Linked DNA regions of Mus musculus: region 1 is linked to region 2. Evidence: chromatin contacts called from public HiChIP or PLAC-seq data. All regions are on one chromosome and are shown on one strand. Each heading gives the region's core, a stretch centred on a gene start, on an enhancer-like site or on the middle of the called end of the contact. The rest is flanking DNA. Distances are from core to core; before and after follow the strand shown.

Region 1 (4,720 bases), core at 1,412-3,911, 85 kb after region 2:
GGAATGAATGAGAAAGCGAAGACAGCGTAAGCAGCCAGGGAACATGGCTGCCCCTCCTATTCAGTCTGCTGAGCAACTGCAGCCCAGCTAGGCCAGAGAACACTGATTTGGTGCTGGAGTTTTGGTGATTTTATTCCTGCTGTGTGTGTGTGTGTGTGTGTGTGTGTGTGTGTGTGTGTGTGTGTGTGTGTGTGTGTGTGTGTGTGTCTGTGTGTGTGTCTGTGTCTGTGTGTGTGTCTGTGTCTGTGTCTGTGTGTGTTTAGTTTTTCTATAGCTTCAGGGGATTTGTGCATGGAGCTGTGAAAACCAAAATGCTTCTGTTCAGATGTATGATATTTTCAGTTGTACATTATATTGTAAAAGCTGAGGAAGCTTACTAGGGTAGAAAATAGCACCAGAAGGAAATGGGAAGGAGGCACTAAGATTTCTTAAAGGTCTCTCAACCCTTAGACATTGGAGAAGTTGCAACTGGGAAGCTTCCTACAGTGACTGTAGGCCCAGGGCAGCGGGACTTTAGGCCTTTGACTTTCCACTTCAGCAGAGTCACTGTGTTCCTTATGCACCCCTTATTCGTGCTGAAAAGAAGCCCTTTGTATCATAGCATTGTGAGTGACAGGGTTTGAAGTCCCAATTCTAGCTCTGGAGACTAGAGATGGACAAGATTTGTCTGCAGTAAGTTAGTAGCCAAAGTAAGAAGAAAGCCAGGGAATTGTGTGTCCCTTCCTCAACAAGGTTATGTGTGCTTGTCAGAACAAACAGGCTAATGCCCTGACACTGTGACTGTCCATGTAAGACACGATAGCATCTAGACTCCCCATTTACCCTGACAACCATGGTAGGGCTACAGAGGGCTTCCTGTCACCAAGGCCACTTCTGAACCAGGAAACCTTTCTCTAGCACCTCGTCAGAGACAAGGAGCTGAATTTTCCTGCACCCTTATCACAACACAGGACACTGCCTCACAGCGGTGCTGACAAGAACAAATATGGGGAATGGAGCTCCCCCAGCCGCAGCCTCAGCAACTGAGCTTCTAAAAGAGGTTGATGACGGAGTGAAAGGAAAATGGCCTAAAGATGGATCATATACAGGAGCATCACATGAAGGCAAAGCAAGCACCCCCATACCCAGAGAAATACAAAGATTCTGCCCATGTAGACAGTCCCTCTAGAGAGAGGACGGTGCCCTCGTCTAAGTGAGGGGCATGCTGCCTGAGTGTGTGTAGTGTCCACTATCTTCCTCCTATGGCACAGTGCATGTCCTTGTAGGAATTCATGACAATTGAATTCTTTCTAAGGGATTCTAAAGGAATTAGGGGAAGTGCCTCTTAAACATCTGCTGTTGCCTGAACCTAGAAGTTGTCCACACACCAGGGTCACAGACTAGGGGACAGTATTCCTGGACTCCTTTGTGAACATTATTCACAAATACATTTCTGTGTCAGTGAGAAATAAACTAAGAGAAGGTGAAAGGACTTGGCCAGAAGCACAACCAGTGAGTGAGTGTGTGAGATCCAAGCCTGGGGTATGAGCCTGTGAACCCTGTGCTGTCCTGGAGGAAGAATTGACCTCCAGCCTCGGACAGGGGAGGAATAAGAGCTATAGCAGGATGGGGACACACTCTGTATAGGACCGTCGACACAGGTAATATGTGGGGAATCACACTCCCGTAGTCCCAGCACTTGGAAGGCTGATGTGAGAAGGTTGTTGGGAGTTTGAGGCCAACCTGGTCCACAGATTGAGCAATTTAGTGAAATCCTCTCTCAAACCCTAAATAACATAGGCACACTGAGAAGTGGCCTCTTAGAGAATTCTGAAGCACAGGAAGGATTTCTTTCAAAGAGCTATCTCAGAGGTCAGTCAGTCAGCCTGGGCTGCTGGAGCTGCTGGAGAGACAGTTCTTCTAGGGGAAGGGCAGGCAGCAGTTGAGAAATTACCAAGGAGAGCTAGAGAAAGAACAGCTGGAGAGGTGGGGAGAGAATGCTGGGCCATCATCAGTCCTCGGAACATTTTCTTTAAAACCACAATGCTTACATGAGACAGATATAAAATTTAGAACTGAAAACTATTGTGGCAAAGAGAGACAGCAAATGCCCTGAGGTGGGAACAGTTTGGTACACTGGAGAGTCAGAAAAAAATAGAGAGGACCAAGTCATGTGACTGGGAAAATGGAAGAAAATGAGGGCCAAGGACATAGTTCCTGAAGTCTGTCAGTGTACACAAACCGTTTGATTTTACTTTCCAAGTTATGAGCAACTTTGGAGGGAAAGACAGCTAGCTGCAGCCTGAGCACACTAAGAACATTCCCACTGACCACTGTGGGTAATAGTTGCCACTAGGACAAGAATGGAGGCAGAAAGTCTTCTTTGGAAGCTGCTTCAGCCATCCAGATCAGAGGCAGTAGACTGGTGGTGGAGTTCAGGGGCAAGGAGGAGAGAGGTAGCCAGATACAGTAAGGATGTGGGAGGGGTAGCCTGAAGGACTTCCTAGTACACCCATGTGGGTGAAAGAAAGCGTGGGGTCTGGTGTGATGTAGGTGGGTGGTGGTTCCTAGGGAACAGGGCTTGACACAGACAGAACTAGGAGGAACTGTAGGCTTTGAACCCTGTACAGCATACACCCCCCAAAATGTTTCTTGCGCAAGCTGACAAGCAGGAATTGATTAGCCAATATCACAGTGCAGCCACGGGATACAATGAGAATGAGTAATTGATGATCTCTTCTTCCAGTATGAGCCAGTTCACTTCCCTAGTTACTCAGCTTCTTTACCATGTAGGGTTTTTCTCTCAAGCACTCATTTTCTCCTGACATACTATCTAATTCATTCATGTTTTGTTGACTATTTGTCTTTCCTTTCCACTCCAGCTGGATTACCAGTTCCAAGACAGCAGGGATGTGGTCCTGTAATTCCCTAGTGTTTTCCCAAAGCTTAAGACCATGCCTGGGAACTCAAACGTTTAATCTCTATGTTCAATTTCTTTTTGATCCTCTGTGCTTGGAGATGCTTGGCTACCATTGCTGCTGCTCAATGGAGCTTCCTATGGTGTCAGATGTTGTGGTTACTCTAAGTGGGGAAGAAATAGTGGCCCTGTGCAATTGATACTGGCTGCAGCCAGTCATCTCTATTGCTCTCAAGGGCCTACAGATATTCTGTGCGTGAAGATGTGTGAAATCTTGCACATTCTGAGGCACCCTCAGTCTTAGAGAGCGCTCTGGGATCTCATTCAAGGTCATCTGTCCCAGAAACTTGTGACCAAGCAAGCCTCAAAGACCTCATAGTGACTCTTCTGGGAGTGATTCCCCAGGATCTGAAGCCATGCCTTGCCCAAGAGAGCTTCTGAAGTGTTTGCCATCTTTCGTCCCCAGTAGTCTAATGGCCTGAAGCTCCTGGTCACTCACAACAGGACATCATGTTCCTCAGGGACCAAGTAGAAACTGTGGGAGAACTGGTCAAGCCCAGTGGCTACCCTGGTAATTGAGTCGCTGGAAGAGACATCCAGTAGCCACCCTGTGCCAGTGCTAATGACAAGCGCTCTCCCAGCCGGGCGGGGCTGCGTGCCTCGCATGTAGTCGCCATGGGAGCTGTCGACTTGCTTTCCCCCAAACAAGACAGCGCTCTTAAGGTGCTTGCTCCATGTCACAGCTTCAGGTCCTTGTTACAGCTGGGATTAGAACCAGGTCTCTTGTGCCATGTGTGTCCTTTCAGTTGTAGCTCAAATTGTAAGAACCAAGACCTACTACAGTGTTTACAATATCCATCCTTCCACACTGTCACTAGCTCTGCCCTCCTTAGCAAGTTTTGCACCCCCATGGCAAGAACTGCCCACCAGCCTAGACCTGCTTCAGAGCAAGATGTTTGTGTGTTGCTCAGTTCTGTCTGTCCCTGTGCCTAATGACAGTGCAGTTACTTAGATGTTGGTTGAACTGAGCCAAAGGGGTGTGCTAAGGATTGGGAATGTTAACTGAAATGAGCCATTCTCATTCCAAGGCTACCCTCAGAGCCAGAGATCTAACAACACAGCTGTCCTGGAGCACATCGGACTTTCTGAATGCTTCTGAGGCATGCGTAGCCTGACGTCCACATGGCCTATGGGATGGCTCTCCAAGCAATGGGATAAGTTGGTGGCTTTGAGATGTTATAGGAAATACTGTGAGCCTAAGAATATAAGATTTCCTTAACAGTTGGTTTTGTTTTTTGTTTTTGTTTTTGTTTTGTTTTGTTTTGAGAATCCTCAAGTCTTCAGAGAGAAGTGAAGACCACTGTACACATTTAGGATAGTAGCCTCAGATAAAAAAAGCAAACATCTAGATTGCCTGTGGCCTCCCAGTGTGAGCCTTCAGCAGTCTGGATGGAAAAGAAGATGCTTGGGTTTAACATAAAATTGTAGGCTGAGTTGCCCAAAGCCTTTATTTGTGATAAAGGTTACTCAGGCAGTAGCACTTTGTGTTTGCACAGAACTGTGTGGCTATCTAGTTCCTTGTTTTTTTATTTCTGTAGGTTAGTGAACTACTAAATGTGGCAAGGAGATTGACCTTTCTCGGGCTGAGTCAAAACTGCATTTATGATGATACCAAGACTTTATTACTCTTGCTTCCTAAGTTCACAGTGGAACTTTCCAGAAATACTTGACATTGGTTTTAAAACATACTTTAACTTCCAGTACTGTTAAATGCTCACCATTTCATTACTACAAAATACTTGATGTAATTAACTTAGAAAAAAA
Region 2 (4,910 bases), core at 2,262-4,761:
TGCCTGGAGGCATGAGTCAAGGCATGTGGGCAGTGTCTCACCTGTGGACAGGGTCTAACATGTGGACAGGTGAGGGACACAGGTTCTCCAAACCTCCCTCCACCCCTGCATCAGCCATCTGCAGAACCATAAGGCTATAATGTGCTCCGTTGTGCATTGCTCAGATCTGTTTATTATTTTCTTGCCATGTCAGCAACAGAACACTAATGCACTGTGTGAAAGAGAATCTGACTGGCCCTAGGGCTTTTCACTGCAGCGTAGAGCTAGAAGCCTAGCAACAAATCCCAAGGTTTGGCTTGTTTGTTTGTTTGTTTGTTTGTTTTCCCAACTCTACTGAGCTAGAATTTGCATCCTCTCAAGCATACCTGGTATAAGTACGCACTCATTGGTTTTAGCATATTCTAGAATGTGCCCCTGTCGCTACTACTTTTAGATCATTTTTTTTTTCTCATCTCTCCAAAGAAACCTCATTCTCTAGGGCTGCCATGACAAAATACCACAGGCGTGTGACTAAACAATAGTTTGGAAGGCTGGAAGTACAAATGAAAGGTACTAGCAGTGTGGTGTGTGTCATGGGCTCGTGTGTTTGAACACTTGGTCCCAAACTGGAAGAGTGTGGGATCGTAGGAGGTCTGGCTTGCAGGAAGAAGGGGCTCACTGGGGATGGGCCTTGAGGTTCCATCCCACTTCCCGCCCACTATCATCCAATAAGCCAAAGGCTAAGCGTGCCATTGGACAGCATCTGAGGCAGGGGCGCTGTAACCGCCCACCTGATGTTTCCACTGCTTATTTGGAAAATGCCTTGACTTCTTACTTTCTTTTGTTTTGCCACTCTAAATACATATCTTTATTTTTATGTGCATTGGTGTTTTGTCAGCATGCATGTCTGTGTGAGGGTGTCCGATCTCCTAGAACTGGAGTTTCAGACACTTCTGAGCTGCCATGTGGGTTCTGGGAATTGAACCTGGACTGAGCCATCTCTCCAGCCCTCTTTTGCAATTCTAAAAACTTCTTGAAGCTTTTACCACATTGGAGCATGGTGTTTGGTGTAAATCTGTGTTCCCTAGCCATGGTCACTCATATTTGGCTCTAGAATAAACTCTCTCTTATTCCCTTTGAGATGACAGCTTTGTTTTTGAGCTGACAATAGAAAAGTGTGCCGACTTTTATCTTTGAACAGCAACTCTTCTGTTTATTATCTGACTGCCTCTAATTAATATCCTGAATATTTGAAATTACGTACTTTTGGTCGCAAGAAGTATTTCTTACCCTCAGATTGTTCCCCCTCAGTGTCTTTTTGACTTGGGCTGGCAAGATGGCTCAGTGGGGAATGGCATTCAATTTGCTGCACATGAATATTCAGTTTGCAGCCTCCAGCCCTTTGAAAAGCATCAGTAAGCCACTCATAAGGGCAGAGAGCCCTGTGGCCCAGGGTCTCCCTCTGAGGTCCCATGTTGTTGCATTGGACTCTAAGTTTCCAAAACATACTCTTTGGGAGATACAGTGAAACACCATGACAAGGCTCCTCGGAGTTTCTGACCAGTCTACCCAAGGAATGTAGCTGGCAATAACGTCTTAAATGGTGGAAACTCTCAGCTTAGCTCCAGGCAGGATTGTAACAGCCGTGAGCTTCATTCAGCCTCTTAAGGTCCACAGAGCCTGCGGGACGGTTCCCTCCCACCCCATCAAATGCCTCCTGTCTCGGTGTCTTCCCAAGGGCGGCTGCAAGGCTGTGGTGTAGAAACTGTCTCTCTTCAAGCTGTGCACCGTTATCTTAAGGAGAGTCACCTGAAGCTGAAGAGCTCAATCTGTGAGTCAATACAGGAACCCCAGGCTAACCTCAAGTTGTGAGAGCAAAATGGATCAAAGGTAATTTTTATTTCTTGCCAGAATGGAACACAGCACCCTTTGTCAGTCATTCCTGCCAACCGCTGCCAAGTACTTCCATAGATAAGGGGACAGGCATTGTGAGAGAGGGAACGTCATCGTCCCCACCACACTCAGTGAATTCCTAAAACCAGCAGCTCTGGTCCCAAGGATGTCTCTGCAATCTGTTTCTTTCATCAGAGGGCTCCGTGAGCTGCCAGAAGGGCCGGGCCAAGACAGACAGGGACCACTCCCATCCTCTGCTGTATCCTGCTTCCCTGTGGAGGCTGCTGATCTTTGTCTAAACCAGCCCTACATTTAATGCCAAACATGTTTATCCAGTAGGTGGGAATCCCGAAGCTCACCTTACAGGCTGCTGAGGATCTGTTGAGGCACCAAGGTCAGTAGGAAACAGACTGAAAGGGACTTGCTCACATTTCTCCCTACCCCCACCCGCCCTTCCCCTTTCCCTAACAGCTAGCCATTTGAAGCCAACCTCTCTTGAGCAAAGCAGAAAGAAGGCTTTATTCCTTGGATGTAGAAGAACTTGGTGTTTCCCACTCTTCTGATATAAAATGTTACAAAAAGTTAAACAGTTTTTGAAACATGTGGCCTCAAAAAGATTTCTTTTTGGAGGCCACCGGTTCTTGGCTTTGGAAAATGGGTTCTCCTCAAAAGTGTCAGTGATTCTAGTGTGGGGTGCAGAGGAAGGACACTATCTTTACAGCAAACCCACCAACTAATTCTTCCCTCCAAGTTACAGAATGGCAACAACTTGTTAGACCCCAGGGACAGACACCTGGAGATTGGTGGAAAAGCACAATGTCTGGCTGGAATAAAAGTGTGCACCAACCCGGACTCTCCTGGGGACACCTGGAATACCTTCAGGTGACCTGAGGCCTGAGTATTTTCATAACTCTTAGGATGTGACAAGGCTCTTCTGTAACAAAGAGACCAATCTGGTTCCCAGGAAGAAGGGAACACATGAGGTTAGGAGAACTATAACCTCAGGCATTGCTAACAGTACTGCAGAGCAAGGGATCCGTTTAAAAATTGCAACTTTCAGCCCATAATGCTCTGTTCTGAATGCACTGGAAAGCCGGTTCAGTAGGGCTCCACGTGCCTCCTGGCACTCTCCCCGCTCAGCCTTGCCTCACAAATCACACCCTTTGCCCTAAGCCTCTCCACCTGCCCTTTTCTATACAACTCCTCCACCACCAGGGATTCTGTGGGGTCTCTGCCCGACTCTGCTCGCCTAGCTCCAGGTCAACGCCCCAAACCCCGGCCCCAGGCCCACCACCCTCCAGCCCTTTCCGCGGAGCTCCGCTTTGTCTCTCCCTACTAACCCCATCCTCCAGGCCTCTCCTAGACCTAAGATCCCTAAGCTTTCCCGTTAAGGTCGCCCCGGTCTTTCTCTCGCAGACAAGACCCTGGAATTCACTAAGTTAACCCCATTCCTCTAAGCTACAGTATCTCCTTTGGGACCTTAGGCCACGCCCCCCGTCTTGCCCCCAGGCCCGGTTGCCCAGCCACCCTTTCCACAAAGCTTCGCCCCGCCCCTCTGAACCTGGGCCACACCCCTGCCCCGCCCCTCACGCCCCGCCCTCTTAGAGGCGCGGACCACGGAGCCCCGCGCCTTTTGTGTGGAGCTTCGCTGCGGCGCGCGCTCATTCCCTCCGCGGCCGCCGACCGAGGGGCGTCGGCGCGCGCAGTCTCCTCGGCGGGCGGAGGGGTCCTCCGCCCCGCGTGCACCCCGCACCCCGGACCCCATCCTCCGGCCGCCGCCCCGAGTCTCAGGCGGACGCGCGCGCTCGCTCCCGCCCGCGAGACCCCGCCGCTCGCCCCCTCCCCCGGCCCGTCGGCGGGCGGTCGGGACGCGCACGCGCCGGCCCGGGCACGCGCGCCCGCCAAGATGGCAGGGGCCGGGGCCCAGCTGTCAGTCGCCACCGCCGCCGCCGCCGCGGCCGCGCTGCCTCGCAGCTAGCGGCCCGGACGCCCGCCGGAGAAGATGAGCCCCCGCCGCCGCCTGCAGCCCAGCCAGACGCGGAGCCGCCGCGCCCGGGGTCGGCTGCCCCGCTAGCGTCCCGTCGCGCCGCGCTTTCATCCCCGGCCCCGTGCCCGCCCGGCAGCCACGATGAGGTGAGTCGGGGCCTCGAGCGCAGCGAGGCCTGGAGCGCCCGGCGTGGAGGGTGGGGTGCCCGGGCATCGAAGCGGCCCCAGAGCCCCCAGCCGGCGGCCCAAGCACCAGAAGACGCTCAGGCCGCGGGGTCCGCGGGAGGCCGCGCCCGCCTTGCGGTGCCTTACCGCTGCGCGCGCCGCGCCGGCGGTCCACACTTTGCCATCCGCACGGAGCTCTTCTCCATTAGGGCGCTCTCCTCTTCACCTTTCTCTTCTGACCTGTCCCCTTTCTCTTGCCAACCCTCAGAGTGTGCAACCCCAAAAGGTACGGCTTTTGATGTGCCACTCAGCTAGAACCTTGTCAACACCCAGAAACCCGCGTGCCCTCTTCATTTGCTGCACCCAGCCTTCCTTTCCAGACTAACCTTAGCCTGCTTTCTGGGGTGGGGTGGGGCGCGGGGCAGCGTATGCCGGGTTTTCTTTCTCTCTTTCTTTTTCTTTTTTTCTGTGCAATTTTATCTTCTAGGCACATCTTTCTTAAACACCGTAGCGTCCAATTGTAGATTCGGTTCACCTGTTCTGTGAACTGTTTAAATCAAATAATGCACTGTTGTAATTTTTGTGTCTGCCTACTTTCATCAAAGATATTTCTGAAGTTCGTCCATAGTGTTTCTATTATCTACTTACTGTCCTGCATAGTATAGATAGTACACACTGTATCCATTCTACTGTTAGTAGACTTTTGAGTTGTGTGTAGCTTTTCCCCATTAACGTTGCAATGAATATGCCGGTGGGTGTACTTCCTAAAGCATTCATATCTATTGAGTAGATAGTTTCCCTACCCACAAGTAAGTTGGGTTTTTTGTTTGTCTGTTTGTTTTGTTTCGTTTTTTTGTTTGTTTGGTTTTTTTTACATAAAAAACATG

What was found. HiChIP or PLAC-seq counts read pairs in DNA pulled down with a chosen protein or histone mark.
Region 1: a contact with region 2 is called in a BATF HiChIP or PLAC-seq map of CD8 T cells, with 13 read pairs. The contact joins the enhancer-like site here to the promoter of Evl in region 2. A contact is called at or near these places in 4 of 39 promoter capture datasets (the 3T3-L1 cell line, 3T3-L1-derived adipocytes and macrophages), 1 of 15 datasets of contacts at CTCF or cohesin (CD8 T cells), 1 of 484 Hi-C or Micro-C datasets (the MNK3 cell line), 4 of 115 datasets of contacts at active chromatin or transcription factors (CD8 T cells, cardiomyocytes, effector CD8 T cells and 1 more) and 3 of 9 other capture datasets (adipose tissue, liver and pancreatic islet).

The regions. Positions count from the first base shown.
Region 1 is chr12:108,636,725-108,641,444 of GRCm38.p6, forward strand. All of the region lies in intron 1 of Evl (Ena-vasodilator stimulated phosphoprotein), which reads left to right. Among named protein-coding and RNA genes, the nearest start is that of Mir342, 20 kb to the right of the region's middle. Within about 2 kb of position 2,662, at least 45 of the 459 cell types and tissues checked have an H3K27ac peak or open chromatin away from gene starts, as enhancers often do. A contact at or near this core is called in CD8 T cells, adipose tissue and macrophages, where this site is marked.
Region 2 is chr12:108,551,209-108,556,118 of GRCm38.p6, forward strand. It overlaps Evl (Ena-vasodilator stimulated phosphoprotein), which reads left to right and starts at 3,512. Exons shown (of 13, transcript NM_007965.3): 1 at 3,512-4,005. The coding sequence starts at 4,001. Gm16596 (predicted gene, 16596) reads right to left here and starts at 4,410. Exons shown (of 3, transcript NR_045753.1): 1 at 4,171-4,410.